4 separate regions of the Mus musculus genome follow, and regions 2, 3 and 4 are each linked to region 1. Evidence: chromatin contacts called from public HiChIP or PLAC-seq and promoter capture Hi-C data. All regions are on one chromosome and are shown on one strand. Each heading gives the region's core, a stretch centred on a gene start, on an enhancer-like site or on the middle of the called end of the contact. The rest is flanking DNA. Distances are from core to core; before and after follow the strand shown.

Region 1 (3,544 bases), core at 690-3,189:
AGGGCGCGATACCGGCCGCAGAGCTCGCCTGGAAGCCCGGGCTCCCGCGACGGTTCGTTCGCCCTGAGCCCAATTAGGAGGATGCTCAGGGCAATCTCAGTGGCGGGTGGCTGGTTTCCCCCGGGGGACTGGGGGTGGGAGAGCCATCCCCAAGAAGAAATGCAATGTCATGGTGAGGGTGTGTCCCCCCCATACTCCTTGGGGCCCCACAAGGGACAGGACGGGAGTTTGTGGGTCTCTGGAGACCCAGGCGCGATGGGCAGGGAGACGGACCGGAGGCCAGGCACAGACATTATCTGGGACCTAAGTGTCCCCCCACTGTTCCGAGCTGGGGACTCTGAGGTTGGTCGGGGCGGGAAGCCGCCCCCAGCTCCAGCTGCCCGCCTGCAGCCGCCAAGAAATCAGCTGGCAGAAGGCAGGAGCAGGGACAGAAGGCAGCTGGAGATTGACAGGGGGAGGGACACAAAGAAAGGAGAAAAGACCGGGCAGGGGGGAGGGGAGTCTATGCAAATGGCAGCTCCCACTACCCGGCCTTTAATGAAGGAAGGAGTCGCAGCTGGCAAGAGAGGCCAGAGCCCGAGTAGGAGGGTCCCAGGCTAGCCCAGACAAAGCAGACGGCCGTTATCTGCACCATAGAGACAGCAGCACCCCCCGGGGGGTACAGAAGCCAGGACCCAGGATCCAGGTGCAGAAAGATGGGTGAACAGGATGTGTCCACCAATCTAACACCCTCGGGATCCCTCTTGCTCTGTAGAAGACTCTTTGGATCCCCGAGTGCCCATCCAGGCTTGGGACACCTCAGAGGTCTCCATGTGAGCACCAAGGACGGTTTATTGGGGGAGGGACATCCTTGCTCAGGTTGGAAAGTGAGCGTAAGGGAACCCCTGCCAGGCCAGGAGACACCCGGGGAAGTGACCGTTAGGAGGTTCTACTGGAGGGAGAGACGAGGTGAGGGGTGACCGGGAAGATGGGCGCTCACACCTGCTGCAGGTTTTCGGGGGCATATGGAGGCAGATTTGAGAGCAGGGAAAAGGGGTAACGCACAGGGATTTGGGGGGTGTGGCAATCAAAAGGATCCTCGCTCATAGTGGTGCTGGGGTTTGGGGGTGAAGAGGCTCCACGATGAGCAGAGAACTTGGCCCTGACCCAGCTCGCATTGCAACGGGGGTACCTGCTCTCGGACCCCATTTCCTTCTGCGCCCCAGTCCCCGCCCCCGGTGACGTCACCACCCTCAGCCAGTCGGGGGGCTCTTGGGGTGTACCGGGGGCCTTAGGGCCGCAGGCTGGCTCCCCGGGGTTCCCCACAGGCCCCCGCATCGCGAGGATGAGGGTGGATGAGCAGTCCCAATCCCAAAGCTGGGGGAGGTCGGGGGTTGGGGGCGCCCGGACCGCAGAAGGGTGGAACCGAAGCCCCAGGTGATCTGAGGCGCCTGGCCCGGTCTGCAGCTCCAGACGCTGACACCGCGCACCGCACACCGCGTCCCCGCCCGGCTGGTGCAGTCGGTGACCCTGGGTACGGGCCAAGTCGCCCGCGCGCGTCCTCATCCCTCCTGGACCCTGTCTCTACCGGTTCCCGTTTCTGTGGGTCTCTGTCCCTCCGGGTCCACAACCCTCGCGGTCCCCATTTCTCCAGCTCCATCCCTCCAGGTCCTCCACATCCCTCTCCTTCTTGCAGAATCCGATTACGGCTGCAGCCCGGACCCCCTTCGGAGCACAAAGGCGGAGAAGCTTGGAAGCACAAAGCCGGCGCCGCCCACCCCGCCCCCTGTGTCCCCCGTGCGCCCCGTGCACCCCGGTACCTGCGGGCTCCGCATGCTGCTCCCGGCACCGGGTCGGCCCGGGCTCCGGCGGCTCCGCGTGTGCGCGCGGCCCGAGCTGCCTGGCGGGCGGGGCAAAACCCCACTGCGGCTCGCGCGCCCCCAGCCGGTGACGTCACCCCTTCCGCCGCCGCGGCCCTGGGGCCTGGCCGTGTACAGTACTGCGCCTGCGCGCAGATGCCTGCCCAGTGAGGAGGCGCTGCTGGGTCACGTGCTTCAGGAGCCTGTAGAAGGCCCGGGGAGCACGTGGGACGTGGGACACGTGGCCCGGCCTGTCTCCTCTGGATTCCTTTTAAACTCAAGTTCTGTTGTAGCCCATGCTGGCCTCAAGTTACACTGAGGATGACCTGAGCCTCCTGCCTGTCTCCCCACTCTGCTTTCTTTGGCCAAAATATCCTTTCCCTAAAATCTTTCCCATCAAGCCCGCCTTGCTGGCTGAAGAGGCTGAAGCAGGAGGACGTCGTTTTTGAACAGCCTGGGATAACAATGAATTCGAGACCAGCTTGGGAAAAGGAGGATGAGCTGGGCATTAAAAAAAATTTTTTAAAAGTGGGGGTGGGGCTCAAAATGGCTCGGCAAATAGAGGTGTTTGCAGCCCAAGCCAGAGAACCTGACTTCAATCCCCAAAGTCCCATAGTGGAAGGAGGAATCTGACTCCTATGGCGCTGACCTCCACATGTATGCACACACCCATGTCCACTGAGTTACTAGACATGCCAAACAGATGAAATGCAGCAAAAGACTGAAAAACACCTTAAAGAAAAGAGTAGTCACAGGCATGGGGTGCGAAACTTTTAGACAGCAGCAGGAGAATTGCTGCAAGTGTGAGTCGAGTGTGGACTGCACCTGAGACCCTGCCTCAAATAACGAAACGATTTTGTTTTACAGTCTGGGTTTTTTTCCCCTCTGGAATTCATTCATTCCGGCCCAGAGCTGGAGACATGAGCAAGAGCCTGGAGCCGAAGAGTCCGGGCGGAAGGACTGGGTCATAAACGGGGAAGAGTGCCATGAATAATTGACAAGGAGCCTAAATTAAGAACAGGGCTTCCCAGAGCCTGCACCGCGGCCAGTTTAGCAGAGACGGCTTTGTCCTCTTGCCTGACTGGGGTGACCCTGATTGACGTACGTGGTGCTAGTCGAGATTGGAGCACGTAGAAGGTGCCGGAGGTTTGCATAGTGTTCAGGGGCCCTTAGTGTAGTTTCTCTCATGCACAGCAGGTACTTGAAGTTTGGGTACTCTGTGGAGATGTCCACATCCTTGCATAGTCCCTGCAGGTGTATGGCACTGTTGGCTGCACACAGTGTGTACTCATATATTATGGAGCTGGGTGCTGGCAGGACTGGCCATGCCAGAGCAGACTGGCCATCCATCAGGGAGGGAACCAGGCCTTGCCTTGTTTGTCCGAACTGAGTAACCGCTTCTGCCCCCTGGGTCCTCGTGAGCAGCGAAGGGGAACATGTAAACCGCGGGTCTGAGAGTCTGGAAGCTTCCAGTGGCCATTCATCCCCTCTCAGATCCCCGCTGTGTTAAATGCCATTTACACAGAAGTAACAAAACAGAACAATCGGCCTGCAGCTGACAGAGCATAGACAGGCAACAATATATCAACCCAAAGCCGGTTATGTGTTCAGCCACTTAGGGCGGCCATCGCTACCTCTGCTTCAGTCACAGCAGACTCCTGCTCCTCCTTTGCCCCTACTCCTCCCACACAGGTTCCGGCCTGCCC
Region 2 (3,544 bases), core at 599-3,098, 600 kb after region 1:
TCTATGTCGAAGGGGAAACAGAACCTGGGCACCATCTGCATGGCTTCCTAGAGAGGGAGGAAGCATCAGTACACCAGTCCTCTTGGCCTTGCCCCTCAGTTCAGGGTTCAAGGCCCATGGCCCCCTCCCTCTGCTGGACCAGCCCTGGGATGCCTTCGGAATACCTACCTGCTCCTGGAAGTCTGGAGGGAACTGCCGCAGGATGGGGGGATCTGTAGGGAGGGCCAGCTGCTGAGCTTGCGGCCTCACACCCTCCCTCCCATCTCTCCAGCCCCAGGTCTCCTAACTTACCCTCTTCCAGGGAGTTGGGGCAGCCAGCTTCAAAGAACCAGTCAAACATGGCAGGGGGATGCCTTCTGTGGACCGTGAGGGGGCTTTAGCTTGTGTGTGTTCTGAGTCTGTATCTGTGTGCTTCTGTTTTCCTGTTCCCTGTCTCGTGTGTAACTAGGTGTGTTGGTGTGGGCCCCCTGAGGGGTGGAGCCAGGTGTGAATGCTGCTGAAGTACGGGGTCAGAGAAGAGAAGGAAAAAGAGAGAAAGCCATGGTGGCTGTACCCTTAACCCCCAGGCAAAGGCAGGTAGATCTCTGTGAGTTCAAGGCTTGCTTGATCTACATAGGAGTTCCAGGCTAGTCAGAACTACATACTGAGACCCTGTTTCTAAAGAGAGGGCTAGAGACAGAGAGGAGAGAGAAGGCAGGGGGAGACAGACAGACCAAGAGAGAGAGAGAGAGAGAGAGAGAGACAGAGAGAGACAGAGAGAGACAGAGAGAGACAGAGAGAGACAGAGACAGAGACACAGAGAGACACAGAGACACAGAGAGACACAGAGACACAGAGAGACACAGAGAGACACAGACACAGAGAGACACAGAAACAGAGAGACAGAGAGTTAGGGAGGGAGGAAGAGAGAGAAACAGAGACAGAGACAGAGACAGAGAAAAGGTAGCAAGAGGAGTCAGAGATAAAGGCATGCCTGTGACAGTGTGTCTGCCTGTAACAAGCACTTGGATAAAAAGAACATACTTATGATTCTTTCTGGTGCCTGTCTCTTGAATCTGTGGGGTAGAACGGCAGAGTCTCAGGTGTGTATCATGTGAGTCCTATCTCTTCTTTCCCTGTGCCTTTGAGCATATTTATGGCTTGTCCTTGTGTCTCTGGGAGATTTTTGTGCGGCCCACACTCAGCAGAGAAAGAAGAGCAAGGTGTCTTGGCACTGAACTGCAAGCCCCACAGCCTGCTCTTCCCTGCTGTCTACTGCATCTAGCAGAAGATGCTGAGGCCTTAGCTTTCAGAAACCAAGGGAAGTGTCTGTCTTGCTGATACCATATCCCATCTGGTTACACACACCACCCTGACATGAGCACCTGAAGCATCTCATTGTTGTACGGACACAGACACCCATGAGTCCCCCACTAAGGTTGACAGACAGTTTCCCACCATACCCTTCACACCTTACCACTGACTATCCCCTCCTGGAAATCACCTTCCTAAAAACCCCACCCTTACTGGAGCGTCATACTCCTAAAGTCCCTGGTTTCATTACACAGATCTAGAGCCAGGAAAATTGAAGAGAATGGCCTGATCAGGTCCCTAGAAGCCCCTCTGGTCAGTGGGTAGCTGTGCTTCCTGGGCCCTCCCCTGCTGTAGCCCCAGTTTTTTTGTTTTTTGCCCTCCCCCAACCCCACCCCGGCTCAGGTCTGGCAATCTCGCTGCACAGGATGGAGGGAAGACAGCTCTTACGTCTCTGTGGATCCCATGGTCTCTGCAGGGCTGGCCCAGCTGGGCCCTTTCCCCTAGTGCTTCTGGGGCTGGGGGAGCCTGTGTTTGCTTGGGGCTGGGCCCCTGATCTGCTCAGTTTCCTGTGTGGCTGAGAGAGGAAGTTTAACAGGGTGACGTCCCAGCCAAAGGAGGCCCCCGCCCCCACCCTCTGTGAGGAACTCAGGCGTCCTGGCTTCACAGCCTAGGTGGGGACAGGGTCTATGGGAAACAGGGCCAGGTTGGGAAGTCTAGCTTCACCCTTATGGTCCCCATGGCCACACCCAGGCCCTTTCTTTCTGAGTCCCCTGGGTATTGAAAGCCTGTGAAGATCACCCCCATCATTTCCCTGTGTTGCTTCTTGGTTTCATTTACAAGGGGCAGCTGCACTGAAGAGCAAAAGAGGCTGACAGAGGTTGATCGCTGGAGTCACACAGGAATCCTGATGGAAATGCAGGAGAGGCTCAGAACCCAGGTAAGGTGAGCACATGGGCACACACAGACACTCCCCCACACGCACACTGAGAGAGGTCACAGAATTGACTGAAGACAGGCAGACAGGCCCGGGTATTACCAAATTTAGGGTTCCATCTGTACCCCAAGAAGTTAGCTTCAGGGATTGGAGACATAGTTCCATAGTTAAGTGCATGTACTGCTATTGTACAGTGTGGTGGCTTGAATATGCTTGGCCCAGAGAATGGCACTATTAGGAGGTGTGGTCTTATTGGAGTAGGTGTGGCCTTGTTGAACTCCTGGAGCTGTGTCACTGAGGGTGTGGGCTTTGAGACCTTTCTCCTAGCTGCCTGAAAAAAGACAGTCTTCTCCTGACTGTCTTCGGATCAAGATGTAGAACTCTTGGCTCCTTCTCCTGAACCATGTCTGCCTGGATGCTGCCATGCTCCCACCTTGATGATAATGGACTGAACCTCTGATCCTGTAAGCCAGCCCTAATTAAATGTTGTCCTTTATAAGAGTTGCCTTGGCCATGGTGTTTCTTCTCAGCAATGGAGACCCTAATTAAGACACACAGGATGTAAGTGAAACACCACATGGGTGGTTCACAACTTCAGCTCCAGTGGATCTGAAGCCTCTGGCTTCTAGATACCCATTCACACAATTAGAAATAAAATCAATATTATACTGAAAAAAATTAAAAAAAAAAAAGAAGTCTTAAGCGTGGCTACCCATCCTTGAGAAGCCAATCAGCTACACCTTTAATCCTAGCTCTCAGGAGGCAGAGGCAGGCAGAGCTCTGTGAGTTTAGGGCCAGCTTGGGCTACACGGTGAGTCCCAGGACAACCTGGAACTCTCTACATAGGGAGATCCTGTCTCAAAAACACCAAAACCCAAACCAAACAAAATGCAGAAGATGCATTCAGTGATTCAGTGTGGCCACACTGGAAAGGGGGGGGGGACGGGATGGGGGAGATCCAGTGACCTTCAGGTCCATCTTTCCAAAGTACAGACTGTGGCCCCAGTATGCATGTTCCTGGTGTGCAAGTGGCTTATCTTACACTACAGAGTTGCTCTGGTCTAGCCTGGTCTGTTTGGCTCTGCAATCCCTGTACCCCACCACTCCAGGAGCTGATCTTCAGTGGCTGGTGGGCCCCTCCACTCCCTAGCTGCACTCAGAGAAGAAACTAAATCAAACAGAAACCACACCAAAGCAATGACTCATTTATTGATGGAGGGTCAGCAGGGGAGAGCAGGGTGGGGTGGATTTTAGGGAGGGGCTCTCTCACCCCAGGCAACAGGCCTCTCTTTTTCCTCGTCCTTCAGCACTTCTCTG
Region 3 (3,544 bases), core at 433-2,932, 590 kb after region 1:
TATCTCCCGCGCCACTAAAGATAACGATCAGGAGGAGGGGCTCTGGAGGCGGGGCCTCAGCCGGCGGCTGTGGTTGCACCTGCTGAAGTCCCGCCCACAAGTTTCGGGTGCAGTTTTTCGTCTCACCGTCAGGGGGAAGGGCGTCCGTCTGACCGCGAATAATAAATAAGAGCTCACATTGAGTGCGTTGCGCATGCCAGAGCCCTTCACTCGCTGCTCAGTAACGAACCTACCCCAAACCCTGTGAGGTAGGTAGGTGACACTAGCTTTTCCCACGCTACAGTGGAGAAATCAAAAGCTTCAAATCTTAGTCTGGATTCCCATTTAGGGCCAGAGCAGAGATTTAAACAGAGTTTAAACCACCACTCCCAGGAAGGGACGACGCCTCATTTATTTATTTATTTATTTATTTATTTTTCTTGTTCAAAGACACAGTCTCTCTATGTAGCCACGGAATTTACTATGTAGACCGGGCTGATCTGGACCTCACAGAGCTCCACCTGGGATCTAAGGCGTATGCTACACTACAATGGGTGTTGTATATAGCCTTGTATGTGCTAGATAAACTAGCCACAGAACTCCAGCTGCAGCTCTATGGCTATTGTTGTTATTGTCCTTTTGAGCCAAGGTCTCTGTAGCCTCGCTGGCCTTGAATGTGCAGCAGTTCGCCTGCTTCGGAATCCCAGTTGCTGGGACGGCAATCACGTGCCATCATATCCGGTGCATGACCACCTTTTACCCAAAGATACATCCAGAGGTCATGCGGTCCCCACCCAAGCTGTGCCCATACATCTGTGGTGAACAGGTGAAAGTCCCACCCACTCCCTCTACCAGCTACCAGATGTTTCCATGCATAAGAGTTTCTGTGTGGGTGCCGTGGGACATCACTACTTCTGCGCAGACGCCCCAAATCCATGCTTCCTCACAGACACTTCCCTGGCAGGTGGACCTCATACGGATGTTCTTCAGTGTGGACATAAGGCCTTCCGTTAAGCTGGGCGAGATTCTGCACAGATCTTTGTCCGGTTTTTTTTTTTTTTTTTTTTTTTTTTAATACCGCACGGGTTTAATCTAAGCAGGTGTTCTGATTACACTCTGACTACAAGCCTACATGTATCTTTCTACAAAACTAGTCCTGTACAGGTTGGTTGATTTTTTTGGTTATGGGATGAAAATGGAACCCAGGGGTCTCAGGCATGCTAAGGAGGAATTCATGGCTGAGTAAGGGGCGATCCAATCACTAAGACATTCTTGGAAGGCGACCTTCACTAGGCCATTTAAGGCAGGGGTTCTGGCCCCGAGCCACGCTCCCAGCCCCTTTTACTTTTGAAATAGGGTTTATTCAGGCTGGCTTTGAACTTGGGGTCCTCCTGCCTCAGCCTCCAGAATACATTTAGAATACAGGTTAGCATTCCCAGGTCTGACTTCAGGGTGTGAGTTCTTCAGTGTTTCCCATCGGAGCCCGCCTCTTATAAGTGTGTATCTTTCTGGAGTGTCGCCACGCCCCCCGCCGGGGTATGCACCCCTGTGCTTACACCTGCTCATTTCCGCCCTCTGCGGTGCTCCGGGTCGCAATGGGGTTCCCGTTACAGGTGCTCTGGCGGCGCGGCCCCGCCCTCTTCGCCCCGCCCCTCTCAGCCAGGCTCAGGTGCACAAGCCGGAAGTGCGCTCTTTGCCCAGGTGGGTGACTAAACTTTCCGGGTCACGTGAGCGGGCGGGGCGGGTGGGATCTGGAGCGACCGGGTGAAGGACGGAGACTCGGGGTTCCAGCTGGGAACCCGGGATTGGGAACCTGAGCGAAGTCCCTCTCAGACGCTGGAGTCAGGTAGGGAGGCAGGGCGCGCAGCCTGTCCTGTCCCCACCTCCTCCTTCCCTTTTCCTGGCCCAAGAATGCGGTCGGGGAGTTAATCTTTAATCTCTGACCCTTGGCGCCGAGGGCGGGGAGCGCACTCCAAGATTGGGTTGCCTGTCGCTGGGCCCCGAGCCTGAGTCCAGCCCCTCACCCTATGCTGCGCCCTCTCCCCCCCACCCCGGTCTGGTCCCCAGGTCCTGGGTCGCAGGTGCCCTCCTCGACCCAAGATGCGGTAGGAATTGGCGCCTTGGGGAAGTCCTGTCCTTGGCGTCACCAACTCGTCGCCTAAACTCATGGCGACCCCAGGCCTGGGGGTGCTCTTGGCGTTTGGTTTGCCGATGCTGCCCTCCGGCTGGAGCCTAACAGGTAGGTACTGTCCGGGGCAGCGCTCGGGTGGGAGGAGGGTTCCCGGGTTGAACTCAGAAGTGCCGGGCATTTGCGACCCAGAGAGGGCGACAGGTCTGAGGAATGAGCTTGGAATGCGTTTGGAGACCAAGTTTGAAAGCTTCAGGGCTGAATTTCAAATTAGTTTAGCTGACCTGCGAACTTTTTTTTTTTCCAGTTTTTTTTTCTCCAGTTTTTTTTTTTTTTTCTTTTAACGTTGCTGAGGCTCGAACCAGCGTTTTTCTGAACGCTCCGTACCCGCAGCCTAGAATTCCTGAGTCCTTAAGTCTTGTGGAATTTAGGAGCTGGGGGTTGTTGGGCAGAGCCCAGAGGTGGAGGAGGGGAGGGAGAGCCTGGGCACCTGAGTCTGCATAGTTGAGAGTCTTAAGCAGTCAGGGGGACCTGGAGGGAGCCCAGCTGACAGGGCTGGCCCTCCGTAGGTGTGGACCCAGCCAGACCTTCCCTCAGTCTCTAGTTCCAGTTTCGGGAGCCTGGGGGGTGGGGGGACCTTGTGAGTCACATACTCCTGGGAAAGGTTGAGCCCCGCCCAGGTCCTTAAGGGTTCTGGGCCGGAGTGATGGTGGAGGGGGACACGGTTCTGGAAGCCATCTATTCTAATAGGCTAACAATGGTGACTCTGGGTGGTCAGATTATTACCTGCTGGGCTGAGGGTGGCCAGAGAAACCAGCATCACACCCGAGGGTGGAGTGGGTGGCCTGGCTGTACTTGCTGCCTCAATTCCAGCTGGAGACTTTGGAAGGCGTTTTGCAAGGTCTGACTGAGTGGTGTGTAAGTGATAACTAGTGAAGAAGACCCCAGCATGGATTTTTTTTTTCTCTTTCTGTTCCACAGCACCGGACCCTTTCACAAATAGCACAACTCAACCCCCAGGTGATGAGTCCAACGGGGGCCTGGTGAGTTGGGAAGGTGTAAGAAGGAAGAGCAAGTGTGTGAGACCAGAGTAGTATGGGACAAGTGGAGAGACATTACTATTAAAAGACCATGTGCGCCGGGCGGTGGTGGCACACGCATTTAATCCCAGCACTTGGGAGGCAGAGGCAGGCGGATTTTTGAGTTCAAGGCCAGCCTGGTCTACAAAGTGAGTTCCAGGACAGCCAGGCCTATACAGAGAAAAATAAAAGGCCATGTGCTAGGCAGATGCCCTGACTTTTAAATTATTTTTTTTATTGCCTGGGCAGTGGTGGCACACGCCTTTAATCCCAGCTCTTGGGAGGCAGAAGCAGGTGGATTTCTGAGTTCAAGGCCAAGCCTGGTCTACAGGGCTACACAGAGAAACCCTGTCTCGAA
Region 4 (3,544 bases), core at 490-2,989, 520 kb before region 1:
TGTCTGTGTTTGTGTGCACACAGCACACCTCAAGGCCTCATACCTCCAAGGCTTCACCGACTGAGTCATCTCCACGGGCCCCCAAACAAGGCCTTCATGACAAAAAGAAGTTAATGTGGCTCGAGGGTCAGGAGCCTGGGGGGACACAGAATGGTGCTAGCTTCAAAAAGGAATTCCACATGGTACAGTGCATGAAGGGGGGCATGAAAGTGGGAGAAAGGGAGAGGATGGAGCAAGGTGCAAGGCCCTGCAAAAGGACATGGCACAGGAGCTACCTGTAGGAGAATGTTGGAGACACACCCCTAGCACCTGTTTCCTCAGCTAAGAGGAAAATAGGACAAAGCCCAGCCTTGTTGAAATGAGGATATCGAGGGTGGGGGTAGGGATGGAGGATGGTGGCAAGCTAAAGACCAGCCTAGAAATCCTGTTTCAAAAAGACCAAAAGAATAGGAGGAGGAGGAGCAATGGGGGCTGGGCTCAATGCTGGGGCTTGTCATATTTTGTAGGCACAAATAATAAATAAACAAATGTAAAAAACGAATACTAAGCCTGGCAGTGGTGGTGCATGTCTTTAATCCCCAACACTAGAGGCAGCCACAGGCGCATCTTTGTTGAGTTTGAGGCCAACCTGGTCTACAGACTGAGTTCCAGGACAGCCAGCACTACACAGAGAAACCCTGTCTCAAAAACAAAAACAAAACAACAGCAAAGATACTATTTTTTAAAGAAAAAAGTAAAAAGAGTTGGGCACAGTGTCTCTTATTTGTAAACCCAGCACTTGGGAGTCAGAGGGAGGGGAGGACTACTGAGTTTTCAAGGTCAGCCTGGATTACGTGGTGAGTTCCTCTCTCATAAAAGAAGAAACGCACCGGGTGGTGGTGGCACAGGCCTTTAATCCCAGCACTTGGGAGGCAGAGGCAGGCAGGTTTCTGAGTTCGAGACCAGCCTGGTCTATAAAGTGAGTTCCAGAACAGCCAGGACCACACAGAGAAACCCTGTCTCGAAAAAAAAAAAAAAAAAAAAGGAGAAGAAAGAAGAAACGCACGCGCGCACGCACACACCACCACCACCACCAACAAAACACAATGAAAACCAGGCAGGTCACTGATTCCAGGCTTGCAGTAAGATTGTTTCAAATTTAAGGCCAAGCTGGACTGCAGAGTCTGCTCCAGGCCAGCCTGGGCATCTTAGTGAGAGGCTACCTCCCAGCATTAGAGCGCTGGGTGGTGTTTTCTGTGGTAGAGTGCCTGCCTGGCATATGCAAAGACCCTGGATTCCATCCCCAGCAGCAGAAATAAAGAAACTTAAGAAGAAGGAACACCAGAACGGGACATGGTGGCCTTTAATTATTTGGTCCCAGAACTCACAAGCAGGAGGATCTCCTTTAGTTTGTGACCACCCTGAGCTACATAGTGAGTTACAGGACAGCCAGGGACACACAGTGAGACTCTGACTCAAAAAAACAAACAGCATTGTTGATCAGAGTTAGGAGAGAAAATGTTATTATCCCAGGCAGCTTTCTCCATCCTTTCAGTGTGCTAGATAAGCGCACACAGGATCCACATGTCCCGGAACCTTTATTTCGGGTTTCAACTACCGGCACCCGGAAGGGAACGGAAGCGCACTCCCGACTCGGATCGACAAAGATTGCAGCCAATGAGAACGATGAAGCGGGTAGGCACCAACCAGTGAGCCGGCTTAGGAAGTGGCGACACTGAGGCGCTGAATCGGAGAAACTCCCCGTAGACTGAGGACCGCTTCTTCGCTTGTTCGCTGGACAGGAAGCGAAAATGTCGGAACGGAAAGTTTTAAACGTAAGTGCTCAGAGTCTAAATGTTCCTACAGAGGGTGAAGTGTGCGAGGGCTCCGGGCGAGGCGTGCTTCCTTCCGGTCATTTCCTTTTGCAAGCCCCTCTCGCGCACACGCACGCACACGCACGCGCGTCTTCCAGTCGGGCGGGAGCTTTCCAAACTCTTGCCAATCACATTTTTGGGGGCGGTCGTTAGCTTCCCCCTCTCCCCGCCCCCCCCCCCCCAGCTTCGTGAGTAACCAATCATCACCAGGGAAGCGGAGCTTCTGTCACTTTACCCAATTGGGGGCAGGACTGCTTCTTTGTGGGTTTTCCCCAGATCAGATCAGGGGATGTTGTTGGTCACCTCAGTTCTTCCCGGCTTTTGTTGAATTAATATCCGAAACCTTTTGCAGAGATGTCTACATCATGTTGGGGTTTCTGGGGTGACTCAGTCTCCACTCTTGGAAAATTTTGCTCTCCATTTCCTGGATCTGTTTTTTAAATGTTTGCTTTGGGTTAAGGTTTCACTGTACACAGAAGGCCCAGAATGGCCTCGAACTCACAGACCAAAAGTTTGTACACCTAAGATGGGCTATATTCACTTTTTAAAGGATTAGTTTTATTTTCACTTTATGTTTTTCCTTCATGTCTGTCTGTGCAGCACGTTTGTGTGCACTGCCCAGGCTGACTGTAAACTCACAGTTCTGCATCAGCCTCCTGAGTGCTGGTATGACAGTTGTACACCATCATTCCCGTCTACCGCCTGAATTAGCAAAGCTTCCTCTCTCGTGAGCCTGGTTGCCAGTAGGTGTCAAAAGCAGAGCCTCCTTGTTGGTGGTCCACATAGCTTCTTTTTGGGGGAGAGGGGAGTTGTCTCTCTTCAGCCCCCTGTCTCAAATTCCCGGGTGCTGGGTTTGGACATTGGCATGCCAGTAACCCAGAGTGGTTGTCCCTGTGCGCCTCACCCCAGCCTCCCAAGCACACAGAGAGGCCAGAGCCTGTTCTCCCCAAGGAGATTCACTGGCCAGATTTTGCCCTGGGATGGTGCCCTGCAGCCTGTGTGGTACCCTAGTGCAGGTTAGGCCACCATTGACAAGGTCTGATTTATGTCGGGCCTCCATTTCCTCATGAGTGTCTAGAATCTTATCATGTGATAGGCAGCAGGGGTCCACCCTTACTGCAAACCCTGGGCCTCTAGAACCTTCCCTAGAAGGCATGTCACAGCGTAGGAAAGTGACCCACCACACTATATAATTTGTGTTGGAAGCTTGTGCACTCCTCCCTGTCCCAACTTCTCTTCTCATGACTGTGCTTCAAACAGCTCATGTCTGGAAAGGCTCCAGCAAGCTGAATCCTGAGCAGATAGATCCCTTAAACCAGAGTATCCTGCGTCTGCTAACATGGCTCTCAGACCCCATTCCTGCCCGTATGGGACCTGAGCACCAGAAAACAGCAACGCCCTCTTCTCCACAGAAATACTACCCACCTGACTTTGACCCATCGAAGATCCCGAAACTCAAGCTACCCAAGGACCGGCAGTATGTGGTGCGTCTGATGGCCCCCTTCAACATGAGGTGAATCCCTGGGGACATGAGGCTGGAGGCTGATTCTCTGGAGAAACAACAAACAAAGATAATAGTTCCCACCCTCACAGAGTCCCCAACCCCTATCTCAGTAGAAAATCAGAGTGACACTTGGCCCTGCAGGATTTTGGACCCTCTAGTGGCAGCCCTCCTCCTGCCCAGGGCCTTT

What was found. Promoter capture Hi-C pulls out the DNA fragments that hold promoters and counts their contacts. HiChIP or PLAC-seq counts read pairs in DNA pulled down with a chosen protein or histone mark.
Region 2: a contact with region 1 is called in a FOXA1 HiChIP or PLAC-seq map of pancreatic cancer cells. The contact joins the promoter of Dennd1c here to the promoter of Ptprs in region 1.
Region 3: a contact with region 1 is called in a FOXA1 HiChIP or PLAC-seq map of pancreatic cancer cells. The contact joins the promoter of Crb3 here to the promoter of Ptprs in region 1. A contact is called at or near these places in 1 of 115 datasets of contacts at active chromatin or transcription factors (pancreatic cancer cells) and 1 of 9 other capture datasets (liver).
Region 4: a promoter capture Hi-C map of pre-B cells shows a contact between it and region 1, with 3 times the contacts expected there. The contact joins the promoter of Yju2 here to the promoter of Ptprs in region 1. A contact is called at or near these places in 2 of 39 promoter capture datasets (cranial neural crest and pre-B cells), 2 of 484 Hi-C or Micro-C datasets (both in embryonic stem cells) and 1 of 115 datasets of contacts at active chromatin or transcription factors (memory CD8 T cells).

The regions. Positions count from the first base shown.
Region 1 is chr17:56,474,541-56,478,084 of GRCm38.p6, forward strand. It overlaps Ptprs (protein tyrosine phosphatase, receptor type, S), which reads right to left and starts at 1,940. Exons shown (of 33, transcript NM_011218.2): 1 at 1,800-1,940. Gm32822 (a long non-coding RNA gene) reads left to right here. Exons shown (of 4, transcript XR_385656.4): 1 at 1-812; 2 at 1,676-3,544. It overlaps Gm9258 (a long non-coding RNA gene), which reads right to left and starts at 1,733. Exons shown (of 1, transcript XR_105855.2): 1 at 808-1,733.
Region 2 is chr17:57,076,650-57,080,193 of GRCm38.p6, forward strand. It overlaps Dennd1c (DENN/MADD domain containing 1C), which reads right to left and starts at 1,849. Exons shown (of 24, transcript NM_153551.2): 1 at 1,741-1,849; 2 at 292-356; 3 at 169-212; 4 at 1-47. The coding sequence starts at 1,757. Tubb4a (tubulin, beta 4A class IVA) reads right to left here. Exons shown (of 4, transcript NM_009451.4): 4 at 3,412-3,544.
Region 3 is chr17:57,060,549-57,064,092 of GRCm38.p6, forward strand. It overlaps Crb3 (crumbs family member 3), which reads left to right and starts at 1,683. Exons shown (of 4, transcript NM_177638.5): 1 at 1,683-1,825; 2 at 2,047-2,218; 3 at 3,089-3,150. The coding sequence starts at 2,146.
Region 4 is chr17:55,957,448-55,960,991 of GRCm38.p6, forward strand. It overlaps Yju2 (YJU2 splicing factor), which reads left to right and starts at 1,740. Exons shown (of 8, transcript NM_028381.3): 1 at 1,740-1,814; 2 at 3,266-3,366. The coding sequence starts at 1,791. Gm16712 (predicted gene, 16712) reads right to left here and starts at 1,954. Exons shown (of 3, transcript NR_108021.1): 1 at 1,687-1,954.